6 separate regions of the Mus musculus genome follow, and all the other regions are linked to region 6. Evidence: chromatin contacts called from public HiChIP or PLAC-seq and promoter capture Hi-C data. All regions are on one chromosome and are shown on one strand. The core of a region is the stretch at or near the end of the contact, and the rest is flanking DNA. Distances in the headings are between cores, read along the strand shown. Region 1 holds the start of Inhbc (inhibin beta-C). Region 2 holds the start of Pym1 (PYM homolog 1, exon junction complex associated factor). Region 3 overlaps Lrp1 (low density lipoprotein receptor-related protein 1). Region 4 holds the start of Cdk2 (cyclin-dependent kinase 2). Region 5 holds the start of Inhbe (inhibin beta-E). Region 6 holds the start of Baz2a (bromodomain adjacent to zinc finger domain, 2A).

Region 1 (2,854 bases), core at 271-2,770, 720 kb before region 6:
TAGTTCTTGCCATTCTAAAGACTTTATATTATATATTAACCCATTTAAGTCTCTAAGCTATCCTCTCATTATCCTCATTTACGAGTGAGAAAACTGGCTATTAACTACCCAGGTCACTCAGCTAATAAGTGGCTCTGAAAGAATGGGAGCCCAGGCTCGATGGCTGCATAATTTGTGCTGGGTCGTGAGGGGGAAGAAAGTAGGTGCCAATCAGTCAGGGGAAAGCGGCTAGGAGCATGGTGTGGCGCGTGGCACCGTCTTCCAGACCAGAGAGCGAGTGAGCTTGCAATAGCTTTTAAGTCTTCTAAGTTCTCATCTTCTCTCCAGCTCTCTCCGCTATGGAAGTAATTCTTTCTTTATCTTTTATCCGTTGTTTGTTTGTTTTCTAGACAGAATTTCTGTGTGTGGCCTTGGCTGTCCTGGAACTTGCTCTATAGATCAGGCTAGCCTTGAACTCAGAGACCCCCACCTACCTCTGCCTCCCCAGTTGAGTTCTGGCATTAAAGGTGTGCGCCACCACCTCCCAGCTGTAGGCCTGAATTTCTTTACCCTTATCTTTCACACCTCTTTCTGAGTTTTTATTTGACATTGTCTGATGTGAGGACCTGAGGTGCGGAGAGATGTTATAATCTTGGTGTCTTACTTTTTCTCTCTTTACAGACATGGGGTATTCTCGAGGAAGAGGAGGTGATTGATAGATCCTGGAGTCAGAGAAATCACAAACTGCCCAGTAATCGACCCTTGGCCTGGGGACTGGGCAGGCTCACACAGGGAGGGTTATAGATTGGGGGGGGGGGGGGCGAGAAAGAGGAGGGAAGGAGAGAGAGAGAGAGAGAGAGATTTCTAAAGAAGTGAAACCAACAGCTCCCAGCTCCCACCAAGTGAACCTGACCTAACTTAGAGAACCTGAGGCGTAGGAGCCCCCGGGTGCGCAGGCGCAGAGTGTGCAAGCAGGATGTTTTTGGCGAGGATGAAGTCAGAAGCTAACTAGGGAGGAGACTTTCTCCTTCCTAGGGTCAGGTTTGGGGCCAGAGCTACGGACCATGGACCTACCTGTGTCAGCAAAGCTGATGATCTCATATTCTTCTTGTCTCTGGTCATGCTCCAACAGGGTTTCCCGTCGAGGCCCGCGGAGGCGCTGCAGCGCGGTCTTGAGAGCCCCTCTGGACACTGGCCGACTGAGTATGGGGCGCTGGCTGAGGTGCAGCTTGTCCAGGATACTTTTCTTGGCCAAATCGAGAAGCAGCTCCCGCTGGCTCTCCAGGTCAAAGATGGCACCCCAACATGCTGGGCATGGACCCTCAGTTTTGGGGTTCACTACTGTGGTTGGAGTCAGGAACAGAAGAGCCAGGAGCAAGGAGGAGGCCATTGCTGGAGGATAGCCTCCTTAAAGGACCCAAAGCCTATATTCAGGGTCTCAACGGGAGTGGCTTCAACTCTGTCCTGGGCACCAGGGACCCTGGGAGGAATGTGACTGACCTCCGACTGGCATGACTCCTTTTTGTCAGAGATACAGCGGCCAAACATCTGGCGTGAAAAATGAAGCCAGTTCAGGTGGAACTTGGCAGTATTCTCCTGTAGCCAGTGAAAGTACAGAGGGGGTTGTGTGGATTGTTTGAAGAAAGAAATGTCTGCCTCTTGCTTCTGTTGGGAGATTGTTAGCCAAATGAGCTGCCAGACCAGGGGACAAAGGTTAGAGCCTTGCTGTGAAGCCTGGGGGAAAAGTGTTGTGAGCAGCGGTTACTTCAGGGGCTAAGGCTGGATAATCACCAGAAGTCAGGACTTAACAGTCTCAAAAAGAAAAAAAAAATTGTGACTTTTTGTGTGTGCATGGTGTGTGGTTGAGTCAGATTTGCACTCAGCTTGGGTTTACTTTGATCTTGCTATATAGTGGAGGTTGGTTTTGAACTTCTGCATCTGCTTCTCAAATCTGGTCTCACAGGCATGGACTACCGTGTCCAGTTAAGAGGCTGACTTCTTTGTTGTTGCTTGCTTGTTTGTTTTTGAGACTGGATCTCATGGTGTAGCCCTGACTGGCCTGGAACTGGCTATGTAGACCCTCCTAGTCTTGAACTCACAGAGATCTACCTGTGTCTGTCTTGTAAGTGCTGAGAATAAAAGTATATGTCACCACACCTGCTTAAATGGTGACTCTTAAAAAAAAAAAAAAAAAAAAAAGAGGCACTTTAAAGTTTCCTCTTCCTCGCTTCTCCTCCCCACTCCTCCTTCCCCTCCTCCTCCACTTCTCTTTTTCTTTTTCTTTCCTTTTCTTTTCTTTTCTTTTCTTTTCTTTTTTTTGAGACAGGGTTTCCCTATGTATCCCTGGAATTAACTCTATAGACCAGGCCACCTCTGCTTCCCAACTGCTCGGATTTTCCTCCTTAGGGCTTTCAGCCCAACCTTCTTTGTTAGTTCAGGTTGGATTCTGCCCACTAAGTCACAGTTACCATCTGAAAGTTAAGGAAAGGGGAGAGAAAAAGAAATGTCCAAACCAGATGTTCTTAGTGTGTCCCGTCAGAAACATAGGTGGGCGTGTGAGAACTGTTGAGAAAACAATAGGTTTGCAAGCATGTCAGTTTCTTTGGTTGCAATTTACCAAATGATTCTAGTTTCCCCAGATAGCCTGCAAGGCTGTTGGTGATCAACAGTCCTCTTTGCAGAGCCTTATTGAATACAGAGGCCAAGAGCTGACATGGATACAAAGAGTCACCGTGGGTGGTTACATGTTAATAACTCAGCTGGAGAGCTGCTGGAGACTAGGAGAGCCTCTGGGCTGAGCTAGAAGACACAGGATTGCAGGAAAGGGAGAGGACTATCTCTCAATAGATGGAGAGATGGAAATATGGGCCAATGG
Region 2 (2,921 bases), core at 145-2,644, 660 kb after region 6:
AAAGAAAAGAAAGAAGTATACACGTGTAAAAACATGTAGTGCATGCAAATAGCATTAAAGTCATTTTGAGACTTGAATTGAAAGGAGAGAGGTTAAAGCTGGGAGAATTGCAAGGAGGACAATGTGTGAGCTTTTGAAAACTTAGTTGAGGTTCTTATTAGCCTGTTTTGTTTCTTTTTTTTTTTTTTTTTTTTCCTTTTGGTTTTTTTTTTTTTTTTTTTTTTTGGTTTTTCGAGACAGGGTTTCTCTGTGTAGTCCTGGCTGTCCTGGAACTCACTCTGTAGACCAGACTGGCCTCGAACTCAGAAATCCTCCTCCCTCTGCCTCCACTGGGATTAAAGGCGTGCGCCACCACTGCTCGGTTGTTTTGTTTTAAAGTAGAACATATTGTCTACTACTGAAGTACTAATATTTCCCCACTTCTCAATTTGAGAGGCACTGTTGGACGTTAGTGTAAGCCAAAGTTGGGCAATAGAAGAGGGTGAAAGAGTTAAGGAAAAAGCTTTGTAGGAGGAGGGCAGACACCTGAGGAGAGGAGCTTGAGCCAGCACCTTCCTGACAGAAGAGGAAACAAGTTTAACAGGATTTAGCCCCAGAGGAACTAAATTGCTGATGGAGGAGGGGAGGGACCGGACCGGGCTTTGGCGCTCCTTCCAAGAACAAGGCACAACCTAACAAAGGGAGTGGCCTCACTGTCCCGGTAGATTTAAGGGTGGAACTGCTCGCGGTAGCCAAAGCTAATCCGAAGTGTGGGGCGCGGCTAATTAGAATACTGACTGGGTCCGCCCCAAAAGCCTTCACCCCGTGCCCTCTGACCCGAGAGGATCCAGTACTGAGCAGCAGGCCAAGAAGTTACCTCGCCGGCCGCTGAATCCCCAGGGCTGCCCGCCCCAGTTCAGTCATGGAAACCGCCAGCACCCCCGAGGCCACGGGGACAGGTGACCGACTCGCAGTGCGCCGATCTTTGCGCACCCCTTCGTAGGTCTCTGATCAGTTAACCTGGGCGGCCGAGAGTGGTCGGCGTGCCGAGTAGACCTGCCCACTTTTAAGTGTTAGCCCGGGTTTTCGTGTATCCCTGGGGCTTCTTTGCCCATGCCAACACGCGCCCTAGGGTTTGGTGCAGGCGAGGGGCCTTGCATATTCCTTTCCTCTTTTACCAGCTTTCCTGCTGGGTCCCGGTGGGCCTTGAGCCTGCGAGGACTGTCTGGGATAAGGCTTATGCCCAAACTTCTCTCCGAGCCCTAGGGATTGTTTTATATACATCAGGAGGTCAACAGTGGCGTCGGTGGTAGTCTAAGAGCCCATGACTGTGAGCGTCTTACACTCGCCTTTTCCGCCTCCCGCGTCAGAGAAATGGTGCAGTCTCTCTTTAAGATTAAAATGGTGGCTTGCTAGGATGAGGACTCCACTTCCGGCGGGGAGGGGGGCGGGACCCCAGCCCGCTCACGCCGGAAGTGGTTCGGGTTCTCAAGATGGCGACTCCCTATGTAACTGACGAGACCGGCGGTGAGTGCGGGGATCGCGGAGCCGCCTCTCCCGGGATTCTTGGGTTAGGGGTTCGGACTTGGAAAAGGGTTTGTGCCACGCCCATCCCGGGGCTCCTCCTTTGCCACGCCCCCGTACCGCCTTCCCCATTCATTCCTTTTGGGTTGTTACCTGCGCCCCCTTCTGGTCTCGTGTTTTTTGGGGGGGGTCTCTGCTTCCGGTCTCCCAAACCCTGGGGTCCTCCAATGTCCCCTGCTCCGGGACCCTTAGGCGCTTCAGCTCTTTCTAGCTGTTGGAGTCCCGTACCTTTGCAAGGTTCTCCAGCATTATGGGCTCCTGTGCTCAGTTCCCTCCAATTCCAACCCCCTTTCTCCCTCCCCCATTTCTTACTGTTGTACCTGCTCTCTACCCTTCCCTGTTTTCATTCTTTCTCTCCGGGCTGTGTCTGCTGATGATCTCATTGCTACATAGTGCTTTCTTCTTCACTCTTTGCCCCATCTTCATTGGGTGGGGGTGGGGGTGGGTGTCACTGAAATCCAGACGTGTGAAGGGAAGAGGAATTTAACTTTCAACTTGACTTTTCTCCTTGGTGGAGTTTTCCATTTAAAGTGGGAGAAAACAAACAGGAAAGTATCTACTGGCCTTTCTCTCAACGTCTTTGATAATTGATAGAACCCCATGATTTCTTAAAGGTTGAGTAGCACTTCAGTCGAGCTGTCTGAAATGTTGGAAGTCAGCTGTTTGTGTGTGAAGCTGAGAATCGGTTTTATGTTTTTGTCTTGTTTGTAGTTGCCTTGTCTTTAGGATAATGTGCAATATTGACTTCGAGATGATCAAATAGATATTTGGAAGACGTAGTGCAAGTACCCGGTGACTGTTTTTGTAGCCTTCATCTTGGTCTTCATATGTGACTAGGGTTTTGTAGAAGTGATCCTGTGATTGTGCGGTAATGCACGGTGTGTTTTAAAATGTGCCATTTATGCTTCTTGGTTTGCTTTAAATGTTCCTTATTAAAATTAAAAGCATGAGCCACTGTGCCCAACCTTTAAAAAGCAACTTTCATCTTTAACACTCCAATCCCCAGATGTGATCTCACTATGTGGCCCTGGCTGGCCTAGAGCTCACTGTGTAGACCAGGCTGGCCTTGAACTCATAGAGATCCACTTACCTCTGCTTCCCAAGTTGTGGGATTAAAGGCGTCTAATACCATGACAGGCAGTTTGCAGCTTTTAATGTGTACCTTCTTATTCTTTTTATATTCCATCTGGCCCCTGCCCTGCTATAGAGATAGTTTCTGTTCTTTGTGGCTCTGTAGAAGAGGAAAATAAGCTGTTCTTTTGCCTCTCTGCTTTTCAAATGCAATTTTAGCAAAACGGCAGTGTTCCTATCTACTGCCCACAGATTATGTTTTTTTGTTTGTTTTTTTAAAAGACTTA
Region 3 (2,865 bases), core at 304-2,803, 530 kb before region 6:
TTTGGCAAAGCTGCTTTGTGGGATGGTGGGGTGGGGGAGGGGAGGCTTCCTTGGGGCAGAGGGTCAGCAACTAGAAATACAGTGGACGTTCTACCTGTCCAACTATCTGATTTCCAAGGACACTAATGCTTCAGTGAGGATCAGGAGGAGTATGGCTGGCTGGCTGAACCACTATCCTGACATACTGGCTCCTTCCAGCTCTCTCCCCTAACCTAAGACAATCTCAGCCCTCTAGTCACCCCTGAGCTGCCTCCCTGATGACATTCTCCCAGACTTCCACAGGGCAGGTCTTTGGCAGTCATGAAATCCTCCACCCTCTGCCAACCAGTCCATTCTCTGTGTACTTGGGTTTTTTTGAAGCCACTGGCTCTGGGGCTCTAGAGAGAGAGAGAGAAAGAGAGAGCACTTTCCTGGGCTCAGCCAGGAGGGACTTGGTTGAAACCGAGGATGCCTCTTTTAGAATGGCAGAAAAATATCATGACAGCCCCTCCCCAGAGGCTCTAGGCCCAGGAAGGACAGGCCCCAGGACCAGCCCAGACAGGTGAGGTCACCAAGGCTGTGGCATTGCTTTAGTTTCCTAGTGAGGCTGATAGAAAGCATTCTGATTCCAGCTGAACTGGGGAGGGCAGGTCGCTCAGACGTGAGCCAGGACTGCTATGCAGAGGGTGTGACTCACTAGTAACCTGCACATCAAAATGAAGAAAGACAGGGTAGGCAGGACAGGTAGACCAGACTCCCTGCCTGCTCAGGCTAGCCTTGCCCAAATGGTGGGCAGTCCCGTTGCTGTCCTGTTTGACCTTTTCTTGCTTTTCTCACTTTGGGGCCTTGTGCTCACAACTGCCTTCACAATGCCTCTTGGTCACTGTAATAAGACCTCTGCTCAGCAAGGGGTTTGAACAGGCCCAGCCCATATCCTCAAGGTCAGTGAGCCTTCGCTGAAGCTTTGAGTCCCACGGTACTGTGTGATGAATGCCAGTCACAAAGCCAGAGGCATCTCCCACGGCCCTCAACCTCCCTTCATTTCTGACACTTGTATTAAGCAGCGCCCTGAGAGGTGATGCATCTCACTGAGGCCAGAAATGGTGGGCCCTGCCTGTCCCCTTTCTGTTCCCGTATGACATAGCTCCCACCCCCCAGGCCCAGCAGCTCACTTCTGGCACTCATCCAGCACAAAGGCTCTCGGGTGGTCGTCTCCGGACATGGTGATGACTGTCTCCCTCTCGAAGGCCCCTGGGCGAGTCTGGTCCACGGTGTGGCGGGTGATGGTGGATGTGGTGTAGCTTGTCCAGTACAGTGTGTCCCAGCCACGGTGATAGGCCAGGCCTTCCACAGAGCCCACATCTGTGAAGAGACAGGAACAGCTGTGGGTTGAGAAGGGCCAACCAGCAGAAGCAGAGGGGCAGCCTGGTAGGTGCTAAGGGCATGACTGGCTCCCCTGGAATTGTGGGAACCGGGAGTTCCTCCGAGGGCTCTTTGGTCAGACTTGCCAGGGCCCCAGGGCCCCTCACAGAGCCACGTCACACCACCTGCGTCATGATCCGTGGCACCTTCCTTCCTCTTCTCTTGCCCACCCCCCACTCCCGGCCTATGTGTGGTCACACTCTTCAGAAGTGGAGTTCTGTTTATTCATGTATGGGGGAGATTCCGGCTAACTGAATTCTACTATTCCTCTGGGGCCAGACTGGAAAGCTTCCTGCTTGCAGAGGCCTTGAACTGGAATTTTTTGGGGGGAGGGGGAGCATGGGGTGGTCGAGACAGGGTTTCTCTGTGTGGCCCTGGCTGTCCTGAACTCACTCTGTAGACCAGGCTGGCCTCAAACTTAGAAATACACCTGCCTCTGCCTCCCAAGTGCTGGGATTGAAGGCGTGCGCCATCACGCTGGGCTGAGCTGGAATGTTTTATAAAGCAGATGTAACTAAAAAGACAGAGCTGAACAGTGCTGTGAGCAGCAGCCAGCGGAGGCTCCGGGGCTCCCTGGGGCGTGTCTATGTGACTGCCAGAGGCGGAGCACACTGTAGGACGGACAACAGAGAGCGTGATAGGAGGGGCTGGCTCCCAGTCTCTCCTGATGGAGCTGAGATTGAGAGTATCCAGTTTAGGTGCTGGGGCTGGGCCCAACGTCCTGCACATGCTGAGCACGAGCTCCACCAGCCCTCAGACGCTCCATTTTTAGACACAGACAGGATGTCGTAGAGAAAGTGTGCCAGGAGACAGAAGGACAGAGGGACAGGTCTATTCTTTTCTATGCAGTACCTAGTCAGCACCTGGCTGGTCTGAATGGACCTCCTGGATGAAGAGAGGAACAAAGGAGGAATGGGAATAGACCTTGGGTAACACAGTGCTCACCTACCTAGCATGCACAAAGCTCTGGGTTCAAGTCCTACCACAACATAAAAAAAAAGGGTATGGTAGTGGCGCACACCTATAATCCCAGATGACCCCAGTGCTGTGCAGGCAGGAGGATCAGAAGTTCAAATCAAGGTTATGTGTGGCTACAAAATGTTTCTTAAAAAAGTAAAGGAGTGGGGCTGGAGAGATGGCTCAGAGGTTAAGATAACTGACTGCTATTCTGAAGGTCCTGAGTTCAATTCCCAGCAACTACATGGTGGCTCACAACCATCCGTAATGAGATCTGACACCCTCTTCTGGAGTGTCTGAAGACAGCTACAGTGTACTTATGTATAATAAATAAATAAATCTTAAAAAAAAAAAAAGAAGTAAAGAAGTAAAGAAGAAGGGGGTGGGGATGAGATGGCTCAGCGGTTAAGAGCACTGACTGCTCATCCAGAGGTCCTGAGTTCAATCCCCAGAAATCACATGGTGGCTCATAGCCATCCAGAATGAGACCTGATGCCCTCTTTTGGT
Region 4 (2,949 bases), core at 102-2,601, 610 kb after region 6:
GGGTTACCTTGATGAGGGGAAGAGGAATGCCCGTGAGAGCAGAGGCATCCATGAATTTCTTGAGGTCCTGGTGCAGAAATTCAAAAACCAGATAAAGCTTATTTTCTGTGTGGATGACATCCAGCAGCCTGCAAGAGAAGGTCCAGGAAATGGAGTTGAAGGAGAGAAATTCTGAGGCTAAGCAAGCAGAATTCGTCATAGTGATCATCTCTCAGAGCAGACTTACTTGACGATATTAGGGTGATTAAGTTCCTTAAGGAGAGAGATCTCTCGGATGGCAGTACTGGGTACACCTTCAGTCTCACTTGGAGAGGTTGGGAAAACAGAGACAAGAATACGGTTACAAACATCATTCTCTCAGGGATACACAACCCCCAGCCCCCTTAGGAAGGCAGACAGGAGAGGTGCTGTGAGGAGTTAATTTCTGGGTAGTTAGGGTGTGGCTTTTAGACATATTTAAGGCCATTATTTCCTCTTTTTCCAGTGAAAGGTAAGAAGAGCCTCCAGGTGAATGAAAAGCAGAAGAAAGGTAATAGGGGAGTGGGGTGAGAGTAGCTCCCGGCCTCCCCTGAGGGCCAGTGAATCTCAACTGCCATTCTTTTGAAAGAGAGTGAGGGTTCTAAGTATGGTGCTGGAGCAGTGAGGAGAGCTCTCCATTCAGAAAGGAACTTTTCTCTGGTTACCACATAACCCAACTCCACGAACAGCCCTGGACCCCTCCTATCCCGGGCTCCCACCCCACAACTTTCTCTTCCCAAGTCTCTCGGCTAGCAGATTTGGGAGCACACCGGCTGGAGCACTGCAAGAAACTTTCCCCTGGATTCCAGCCCCGGACAGTCTCCTCCGGTAGAGCCTCCACGGTCGGCCAACCCACCGCTCGCTTCACGCGTCCCTCCCTCCCTCCCCGCTACCTTCCGGTCCGGGGACGCTACCCGCCTGTTGGGGTAGGGGGTTGGGAGGGGGACAGCCAAGAGGTCCGGGCAAAGGAGTTCCGGCTCCGGAGGCCACTCACGTGTCGAGCCGGATCTTCTTAAGCGCCACAACTTCTCCCGTCAACTTGTTTTTGGCTTTGTACACCACTCCGTACGTGCCCTCTCCAATCTTCTCCACCTTTTGGAAGTTCTCCATGGAGCGCTAGTGAGGCGGCTCAGGCCCCCGGGAGCGGGGCCCGGGAACCCTGACGAAAGCGGGCCCGACACTCGGAGCGGAGGACCTGGGGGACCCCGGGTGAGCACGGCAGTCCCAGCTCGGGATGGAACGCAAGGAGAGCTCAGCCCTTGACAATTTGTCCAACTTGAAACAATGTTGCCGCCTCCCCCACTGCTCCAGACGGCCATCCGAGACCCCGCCCCTCCTTCCCGCGTTTCCCTGGCCCCGCCCCCCGCCCTTCCGATTGGTTCACGTCACGAGGGCGGACCGGACCATCGCGCTCCCGCCTCAGAGGCCCCGCCCTGGGCGGGCGAGCCGCGGGGCAGCTGCACAACTTTCCCGCAGTTCCTGGTTTAGGCTCCGCAGGCCGGAACTGGTGGTGTTTCTGGTCTACGGATTTCCTTACCTTTCCCTCACAATTTTCACCACCCCTTGGGTGAGATTAAAATTCCACCTGGACAAGAGAGTCTCTTTTAAAAAGCAAAACCTGGGAATCTTTAAAAGAAAAAGAATAATGTATTTTATTTTAAATGGTGTGTGGGTCTGTGTGTCTGCATTTAAGTTTTCACAGAAGCAGCAGGTGCCCTGGAGCTGAGGTTCTAGGCGGTCGTGAGCCTAACTTGGGTGCTGGAGCTGAACTCTGGTCTTCTGCAAGAGCGGCTTGCGCTCTTAACAGCGGTGCTGTTTCTCCAGCACTCTCGCCTGCTTTTTGGAAACATCTCATAATGCAGCCCTTGTTGGCTGGAATGCGTTCAAAAGTCCAGGTTGTCTTCGAACTCACAGAGATCCGTTTGTCTCGGTCTCCATGTGGGGCACAAAATCCGGTCTCTCTCTCTCTCTCTCTCCCACACACACTCCCTCCTTCTCGCCTCCCTCCGCTTTCTTTTTATTTTTCTGAGACAAGGTTTCTCTGTGTAATCTTGGCTGTCCTGGAACTCTAGTCCAGGCTGGAAAATCGGGACTCTTATTGTAAAGGATTCTTTGGCTAGATAATAGAGTCGTTTCTCAGCCTAGCTTAATACTGTCTCACTGTTTCGGGGTTCATTGGCTGCCTGTGTTGTTTTATTGCTGGCAATCTACCCTCCCAGCCCCTTCTGGATGCTTTTGGATAAAGGTGCTGTTTCTGTCTTAAGGATCTCTTGGTTTGACACAATTCTCTTCACTCTGTCTTGCTGAATTGTGACTGTTAAGTATGTGAATTGAGGCTGCCCATCAGTGAACTCTTTCCAGAATAAGTGTGTCAGTGAATGTGACCCAGCGAAACCAGAAACTGTCATTGAGCTGTGTGGGATGAAATCAGTTCTGGCCCTTTCCTTCTTCCCAGGTTTCCCCTCCTCTGGAGGGAGAGGAGGAAGGCCTATGCAAATGACCATCCCTTTCTATATAGGGGCTCGCTCCCACCCCCTGGTACCTTTGGCTGCTGGCAAGAGGACCACTATGGGTGTCCAGAGAAGGAGCTTCCTTCCCGTGCTTGTGCTGAGTGCTCTGCTGGCTGTGGGGGCCCTAGAAGGTGAGTGTGGGTGGGTGGTCAGGAGCAAGTGCTATTAGCAATTGAACACCAGCTCTGGGTTTCCCCCTTCTAATCAGACAAGTCAAAATACTTTAGGCTTGTCCTATTTGATTTTAGTGAAGATATGGTTTTGTTTGGTTTTTTTATTTGTTCAAGACAAGGTCCAGTGTAGCCCAGGCTAGCCTCAGATTCACTGTGTACCCACGGATGAACTCAAACTCCTCATCTACCTCCTAAGTACATACTTAAACCGTTGTGCCCAGCTTTAGATGTGAACCTTAGGATCAAGC
Region 5 (2,700 bases), core at 17-2,516, 740 kb before region 6:
TCAGGCTCACAGGTGGGAGTCCTCCTCCTGGCCCGACCTGCTCCAGGTTCATTAGCTCGGATCTTAAGTTCCAAGAAGGGACGTTGCTGTCCCGCTGTGTCCAAGAGCAGCCGTGGCAGTCCCGCAGCGGTGCTGTTAAGGTCCAGGGGTCTAAATTCCAGTTGGAGTTTCACGACGCCAGAGTCCTCACTCCGCAAGCCGCTAGAGGGCAGAGTCAGGGCGTGCCAGCCAGAGGAAGTGGTTTGGTGCTCAGCTAGGAAGGTGCGGAATCCTCGGCACCTAGTGGTGCCGCAACGGAAGATCCTCAGGTACAGAGTGCCCGGAAAAGAGGGAGGCACATGCAGCCAGAGGCGGGCATGGTACAGGTGGTGGGACCAAAGAGGGGACAGCTGGAAGGTGAGCATGGAGCGGTAGGTTGAAGTGGATTTGTCTGCTCAGACAAAAACAAAAACAAACAAACAAAAAAGCAAATTAAAACATGAACAAAGCTTCTCTCTGACACTCGGCCACCCTACCCAACCATCCCTCATCTCTCATACAGACCTCTGCAAAGGGCCTGGACGGCCTGTGTCCCCAGCTCTTTCTCTTGCCACACCCCACGCCTCCTGCCTCCCCTGCAGGCCTCTCCTTGTGTCTCCTGTCCCCGGTCTCTCTCCCCTCACCCACCTATGATGGTAGCAAAGCTGATGACTTTCTCTCGGTTGCCAGGGACCATGCTCTTGGGCTGCAGTCTCCGGAGGGCTCTGGTCAGTGCTGCCTGGGGCAGAGGCCGAGTTATTCTGGGACGGCTGGTTAGGTGCAGTCCCTCCAGGATTTGCTGCTTGGCTAGCTCCAGGACCAGAGCGCGTTCTCCTTGGGGTGCCAGTGTTGGGCCCCCACAGGACGGGCACGCAGATCTTGTACTCTGCACCCACACCAATGCCCACAGCAGTATTAGCCAGAGCTGGGCTTTTGGAAGCTTCATGCTCCAGGTAGATGGCTCTGCTTTGAGAACCTCGAATGGGTGGCAGTTTTATGAGTCTGATTTCCCAAAGAGGATACAGAAGCAGCAGCAGCAGCAGCAGCAGCAGCAGCAGCAGCAGCAGCAGCAGCAGCAACAGCAAACCAGTGTCACAGCTACCCTTGACAAAGAGCAGACCAAGCTACTTGTCCTCAATAGCCTAGGACTCAGGAAGACTGAGAGTAGATCGCCTGGTGGGGTAGCTATGTGTGACCCTCACAGTTCATGACTAACTACTGGCAGGGCCTCTTTAGAGCCAGTTGCTTGGGATCCCTCACCTAGCGGTCAACCAGCAGACCTACCCTCTGAACCTTAGGATTGGCCAGCTGCGCTGCCCATCAGGCCCCTGCAGGGGGTGGAGGGCTCCCCCGGGACTCGAGTTTCACCATCTGGGTGTGGTGGCTTGAGGTAGGGGTATGGAGGTGCAACGTGGACATGCATGATGCAAGAAAGAGGATGATTTCACACGGTCAGTTCCCAAGGTCTGGGATTCAGGTGAGGGAGTCCATAGGAGCCAGGTGGGGATGGGCGGTGGCTCCTCAGTATGCCCTGACTGACTTCCGAGCTTGAAAACGGAAACCGTTTTATGAGGCTGTTTCAGTGGGTTAGTTCTCGGGGTTTCCATGTCAGAACAATAATTCTAGCGTTCAAGCCGAGTTAGGTTTTAGAAAGGGTGGTTTAAAAAAAAAATGGAGTCCTCTTGATCAGGCCTAGGTGGCAGTGCCACGGGACATAGAAATTACCTTTTGACCCTGCCTGTGCTGGCTGCCCAGAGTCCACCTGGGGGAGGGCCAGAGCAGGGATGAGGACATCTTCTGTGATGTCTGGGGAAACCCGGCCAGGTGGGCTCGTGGTGATGCAATCTTACAGCAGAGCAGAGTCCGGCAGAGCTGGCAGAAGGGCGAGCGCCTTTGAAGCACCTGTGCCTGGTAACTACTGCCTTTAGGGTACTGTAGGAGTTGGCCAAATCTGAGGCAGCCCAGGAGTGGTGCCAGGCTTCTGGTAATGTAGTTGGAAAATGGAAATTTAAGGGACCTAGGGGACAAAGCCGGAAAAGCCGCCTCAGGTCTTGGTCATCCAGGCTTTGTTTTATTTTTGCTTGTTTGTTTGAAAGATTTATTTATTTTATATATGTGAGTACACTGTCACTGTCTTCAATCAGATACACCAGAAGAGGGCATTGGATGCCATTACAGATGGTTGTGAGCCACAACGTGGTTGCTGGGAATTGAACTCAAGTCCCCTGAAAGAGCAGCCAGTGCTCTTAGCCACTGAGCCATCTCTCCAGCCCCCGACTTTGTTTTTTAATGTGTGCGCATGTGTGTGTGTGTGTACGCGCGTGCTCGTGTGTGTGCATGTGTGTGCTTGTGTGCACGTGTGTGTGCTCGTGTGTGTGCATGTGTAAGCTGGAGCACAGCCCTGTGTGCCATCCCTAGGGACGTCATCCACCTACCTCCTTTGAGACAGGACATCCTTGCTGGTCTGGAACTCACTAATTAGACTACACTGGCTGGCCAGTGAGTCCCAGTGTCTGCAACGCTGGGATTGCATTTCTACCTGGGCTCTGGAGACTCTAATGCAGGTCCATGCGCTTGTAAAGCAATAGCTTTATCTACTGAGTTATCTCCCAACATCTGACCTCCCCCAACCCCATTATAGGCTCTCTTTGTGTAGCCCTGGCTGTCCTGGAACTTGCTCTG
Region 6 (2,700 bases), core at 155-2,654:
TCTCTAAGGTTTGTAGAGAACCTTTCTCTCTCGCTAGCTGTAACTCTTTGTTTCCTTCATCCTTTACTGTCCCCTTCAACCACAGTCCTAAAGTATTAATATAGTTCTAACCTTCCTCCATATTTCTCCGGTCGGCCCTGTCCTCGCCTCCTCCCTCTCTCCACCCAATGAAAGCCCCGCCCTTCCCTCCTCCCTCCCACCCCAGTCTGTCATACAGGGACATCACCCTACAGCAGTTCAGGCTGTGTCGTTCGCAGGAAGCATACATTGGCTTTTTTGGGGTTTGCGAGTTCCCAGCCCATAGTTGGACAGGATCCAACAGTAGCCTTCAATTGAAGCAAGACCCAAGGACAGTGAGAATCTGGGTCCTAATCCTGAGTCCTGCCAGCCTGACATGGGTAAGTATGATAGCTGCCCCTGGGAAAGGCCTGAGGGATGCCCAGCTCCCTCTCTGGCTGACTCAGCAGGGGTGGGGCCTAACCTTTGCTCTTTTGGGGGAGTGAAGGAAGAGAAACGGACTGTGGGGGGGACACGGGGCTTAGCTGGTGAGCTGCTGAGCATTGGCAAGCTCCAGCTCTAAGGAAGAGCCTGGGGTTGTATCTTAGGTTAGGGCTTCCTTCCTCACCCTAGAACCCCCCGCTCCAATTTAAGTGCAGAGATTCAAGTAGTATTTTACTGTATTCATTACTAGTTCAGTCTTGGTCTTGTAAGAGATGCTTCCCCTCCCCCTAGTTTCTCTCGGTGTTTCTTCCTCCCCCCTTTAACCCACCACCGGGTCGGGGCTGCACTGAGCAGCTGCTTCCTGTTGCCCCAGAGGTTGCTGCAAGGGTGGTGGTGGTGGCTGGGGCCAAACCGAGCAATGAATAAAGTCGATTCTTAGCCCTGCATCAGCCTCACGACCCTGTTACGGATGGCCTCCACCATTGACAGGACAGAGAGCGTTTTGCCTCTGTGGTTTCCTGATTCCAGATTTGTACAGCTGTAGTACGGATAGGGCCGGGAGAAGCCTGTTTACCTAGCAGGGCGCTGTGCGTGACCCCGACATGCTCTCGGCCTTGAGTTCCCTCTCCTGCTCTCCTAGGCCTCCTTGAATCTTTGTGGCTCCCACTGTCTCTCCAGCCTCCTTTGTGAATAAGTCTTAGCTGGGCGCCCCGTGCCGGCAAAAAGAGCTCTTCAAGTACTCCAGTTCAGACCCACCGCTGTCCCCAACTACGCCGCAGAAGTTTCTGTCTTTTCCTGCATCTGGGATCCTTCCTGGTTCTGGCCCCTAGGAGACGCCACCCGCCGTCCCCTCCCCCAGCGGAGCCTTCGCGACAGCCGTCCCTGAGCGCTCGTCCTCACCCGGGTGGCTCCTGCCCCTTTAAGCGCCGCCCCCCCCCCCTCCGCCGCCGGCCTCGGGCTGGGGGAGGAGGCGCCGCCGCCCGGCTCGGCCACCTGCGCCGCCGCCGCCGCCCGGCCCGGCCCTGCTTCAGGTGAGGCCCGGCATCCGCCTCCAGGCCCGGGGTCCAGGGCAGGGCGTCCCCGCAGCCGCTTCCTCCCCTGGGATCCAAGCTCTGACCTTCCCTGCGCCCGCTGCCCTTGCTCTCTCCCCCGCCCTGCCTCCTCGCCCGTTCCTCCCCTGTCCTCTGCGCCCGGGATCCGGAGGCTTCTCACGCCTCTCCGCCATCCTCTCCCGGGAACCCCTCCTATTCCGGCCCTGGATCTCCCCTCCCCCGCGCCTCCCTCGCCAGAAAGCTCTCCCGCGGTCTGGGTTTCGCCTCCTCTTCTCTGGAACTAGCGCTTTCCCACGCCATCCTAACCCCGGAGGGGGGGGGAGATAACCGCCACCCCAACCCCTCTCCTGGTAGTGCGGGGGGCGGGGGGTACGACGCACGTTACGGGCGCTGTCCGCCCTGCTCCGCTCACCCTTCAAGTTCAGCTAAGTCTCACCTAAAGCTTTTCTTGCCGAGTTTGGGGTCGGACCCGAGCACCGCCCCCTGATCTCGGTGGGAAGGGCGCTCGGCCCCGCTGGAGCTGGCCCCTCCCCCTAGTCCGGGCGCCGGGGGCAGCGGCGCTGCGGGAACCTTGTGATACTCCGCTTCAGCGGCTGTTGCGGCAGAACAAGACTGGGGCTAAGTCTCTAAGGGATTGGGGGTGCTGGGTAAGGCAAAGGAAGCCCAACCTTCTCTATTTCAGGTTACTCCAGAAAACAAAACAAACAAAAACCCCGAGATGTCACTGTCTTATATGCCTATCATATGCCCAGCTGTCCGTTGGGGAATTTGGAGACTAAATCCGAGGGGCGCAGACCCACTTGGAGAAGGGGAGGGGTTACAATCTTTTTGGCATATTATGAGAGAACCTAACCTTACCAAAATACGGTGAGATTGTCTCCTCCGAACCTGAGTGCCGAAAAGGAACCAATGGGAATTGCTACAGGGCCAAGAGCTGTGGCTAAGGCAAGATCGGTTCAGTCATGGAGTGGGAGGTCTTTATAATTACCCTACCTTCAATAGGAAATACTCTTTCCATCCAGCTGAGCCCCGAGCTCCTTCTCTAGTGCCCCTGCCTCCAGAATTAGTAGAATGGGTGTCAGGGTTTGTCTTATACTACTCTGAGTCACAACTAAAGGTGCTGGGAAGGGCGCAGTGTGTGTGTCCTGTAGTGCTTAAGGTTGGATGCTTGGAGTGTCTTGAAGAGGAAAGGGAAGGTACAGCTAGG

The links. Promoter capture Hi-C pulls out the DNA fragments that hold promoters and counts their contacts. HiChIP or PLAC-seq counts read pairs in DNA pulled down with a chosen protein or histone mark.
Region 1: a contact with region 6 is called in a promoter capture Hi-C map of liver, with 4 times the contacts expected there. The contact joins the promoter of Inhbc here to the promoter of Baz2a in region 6. A contact is called at or near these places in 7 of 39 promoter capture datasets (the HPC-7 cell line, frontonasal cranial neural crest, hippocampal neurons and 3 more), 2 of 115 datasets of contacts at active chromatin or transcription factors (microglia and stem cell-derived neural progenitor cells) and 1 of 9 other capture datasets (liver).
Region 2: a contact with region 6 is called in a promoter capture Hi-C map of pre-B cells, with 8 times the contacts expected there. The contact joins the promoter of Pym1 here to the promoter of Baz2a in region 6. A contact is called at or near these places in 4 of 39 promoter capture datasets (the C10 cell line, the HPC-7 cell line, liver and 1 more), 3 of 484 Hi-C or Micro-C datasets (B cells, CD4 T cells and CD8 T cells) and 3 of 9 other capture datasets (adipose tissue, liver and pancreatic islet).
Region 3: an H3K27ac HiChIP or PLAC-seq map of embryonic stem cells shows a contact between it and region 6, with 2.4 times the contacts expected there. The contact joins the enhancer-like site here to the promoter of Baz2a in region 6. A contact is called at or near these places in 1 of 39 promoter capture datasets (neural stem cells), 10 of 115 datasets of contacts at active chromatin or transcription factors (SST interneurons, astrocytes, bone marrow-derived macrophages and 7 more) and 4 of 9 other capture datasets (adipose tissue, liver, macrophages and 1 more).
Region 4: a contact with region 6 is called in a promoter capture Hi-C map of pre-B cells, with 9 times the contacts expected there. The contact joins the promoter of Cdk2 here to the promoter of Baz2a in region 6. A contact is called at or near these places in 8 of 39 promoter capture datasets (the C10 cell line, the HPC-7 cell line, cranial neural crest and 5 more) and 6 of 115 datasets of contacts at active chromatin or transcription factors (cardiomyocytes, double positive thymocytes, effector CD8 T cells and 3 more).
Region 5: an H3K27ac HiChIP or PLAC-seq map of microglia shows a contact between it and region 6, with 6 times the contacts expected there. The contact joins the promoter of Inhbe here to the promoter of Baz2a in region 6. A contact is called at or near these places in 1 of 484 Hi-C or Micro-C datasets (embryonic stem cells), 5 of 115 datasets of contacts at active chromatin or transcription factors (astrocytes, bone marrow-derived macrophages, embryonic stem cells and 2 more) and 2 of 9 other capture datasets (adipose tissue and liver).

What each region holds. Positions count from the first base shown.
Region 1 is chr10:127,369,028-127,371,881 of GRCm38.p6, forward strand. Inhbc (inhibin beta-C) reads right to left here and starts at 1,521. Exons shown (of 2, transcript NM_010565.4): 1 at 1,054-1,521. The coding sequence starts at 1,369.
Region 2 is chr10:128,747,061-128,749,981 of GRCm38.p6, forward strand. It overlaps Pym1 (PYM homolog 1, exon junction complex associated factor), which reads left to right and starts at 1,395. Exons shown (of 3, transcript NM_001170869.2): 1 at 1,395-1,506. The coding sequence starts at 1,473.
Region 3 is chr10:127,562,453-127,565,317 of GRCm38.p6, forward strand. Lrp1 (low density lipoprotein receptor-related protein 1) reads right to left here. Exons shown (of 89, transcript NM_008512.2): 42 at 1,152-1,341. Among named protein-coding and RNA genes, the nearest start is that of Nxph4, 29 kb to the left of the region's middle. Within about 2 kb of position 1,554, at least 77 of the 459 cell types and tissues checked have an H3K27ac peak or open chromatin away from gene starts, as enhancers often do. A contact at or near this core is called in embryonic stem cells, where this site is marked.
Region 4 is chr10:128,703,700-128,706,648 of GRCm38.p6, forward strand. It overlaps Cdk2 (cyclin-dependent kinase 2), which reads right to left and starts at 1,352. Exons shown (of 8, transcript NM_183417.3): 1 at 1,013-1,352; 2 at 227-304; 3 at 8-128. The coding sequence starts at 1,128. Pmel (premelanosome protein) reads left to right here and starts at 2,559. Exons shown (of 11, transcript NM_021882.4): 1 at 2,559-2,659. The coding sequence starts at 2,587.
Region 5 is chr10:127,350,582-127,353,281 of GRCm38.p6, forward strand. It overlaps Inhbe (inhibin beta-E), which reads right to left and starts at 1,267. Exons shown (of 2, transcript NM_008382.3): 1 at 667-1,267; 2 at 1-430. The coding sequence starts at 964.
Region 6 is chr10:128,091,379-128,094,078 of GRCm38.p6, forward strand. It overlaps Baz2a (bromodomain adjacent to zinc finger domain, 2A), which reads left to right and starts at 1,405. Exons shown (of 30, transcript NM_054078.2): 1 at 1,405-1,472.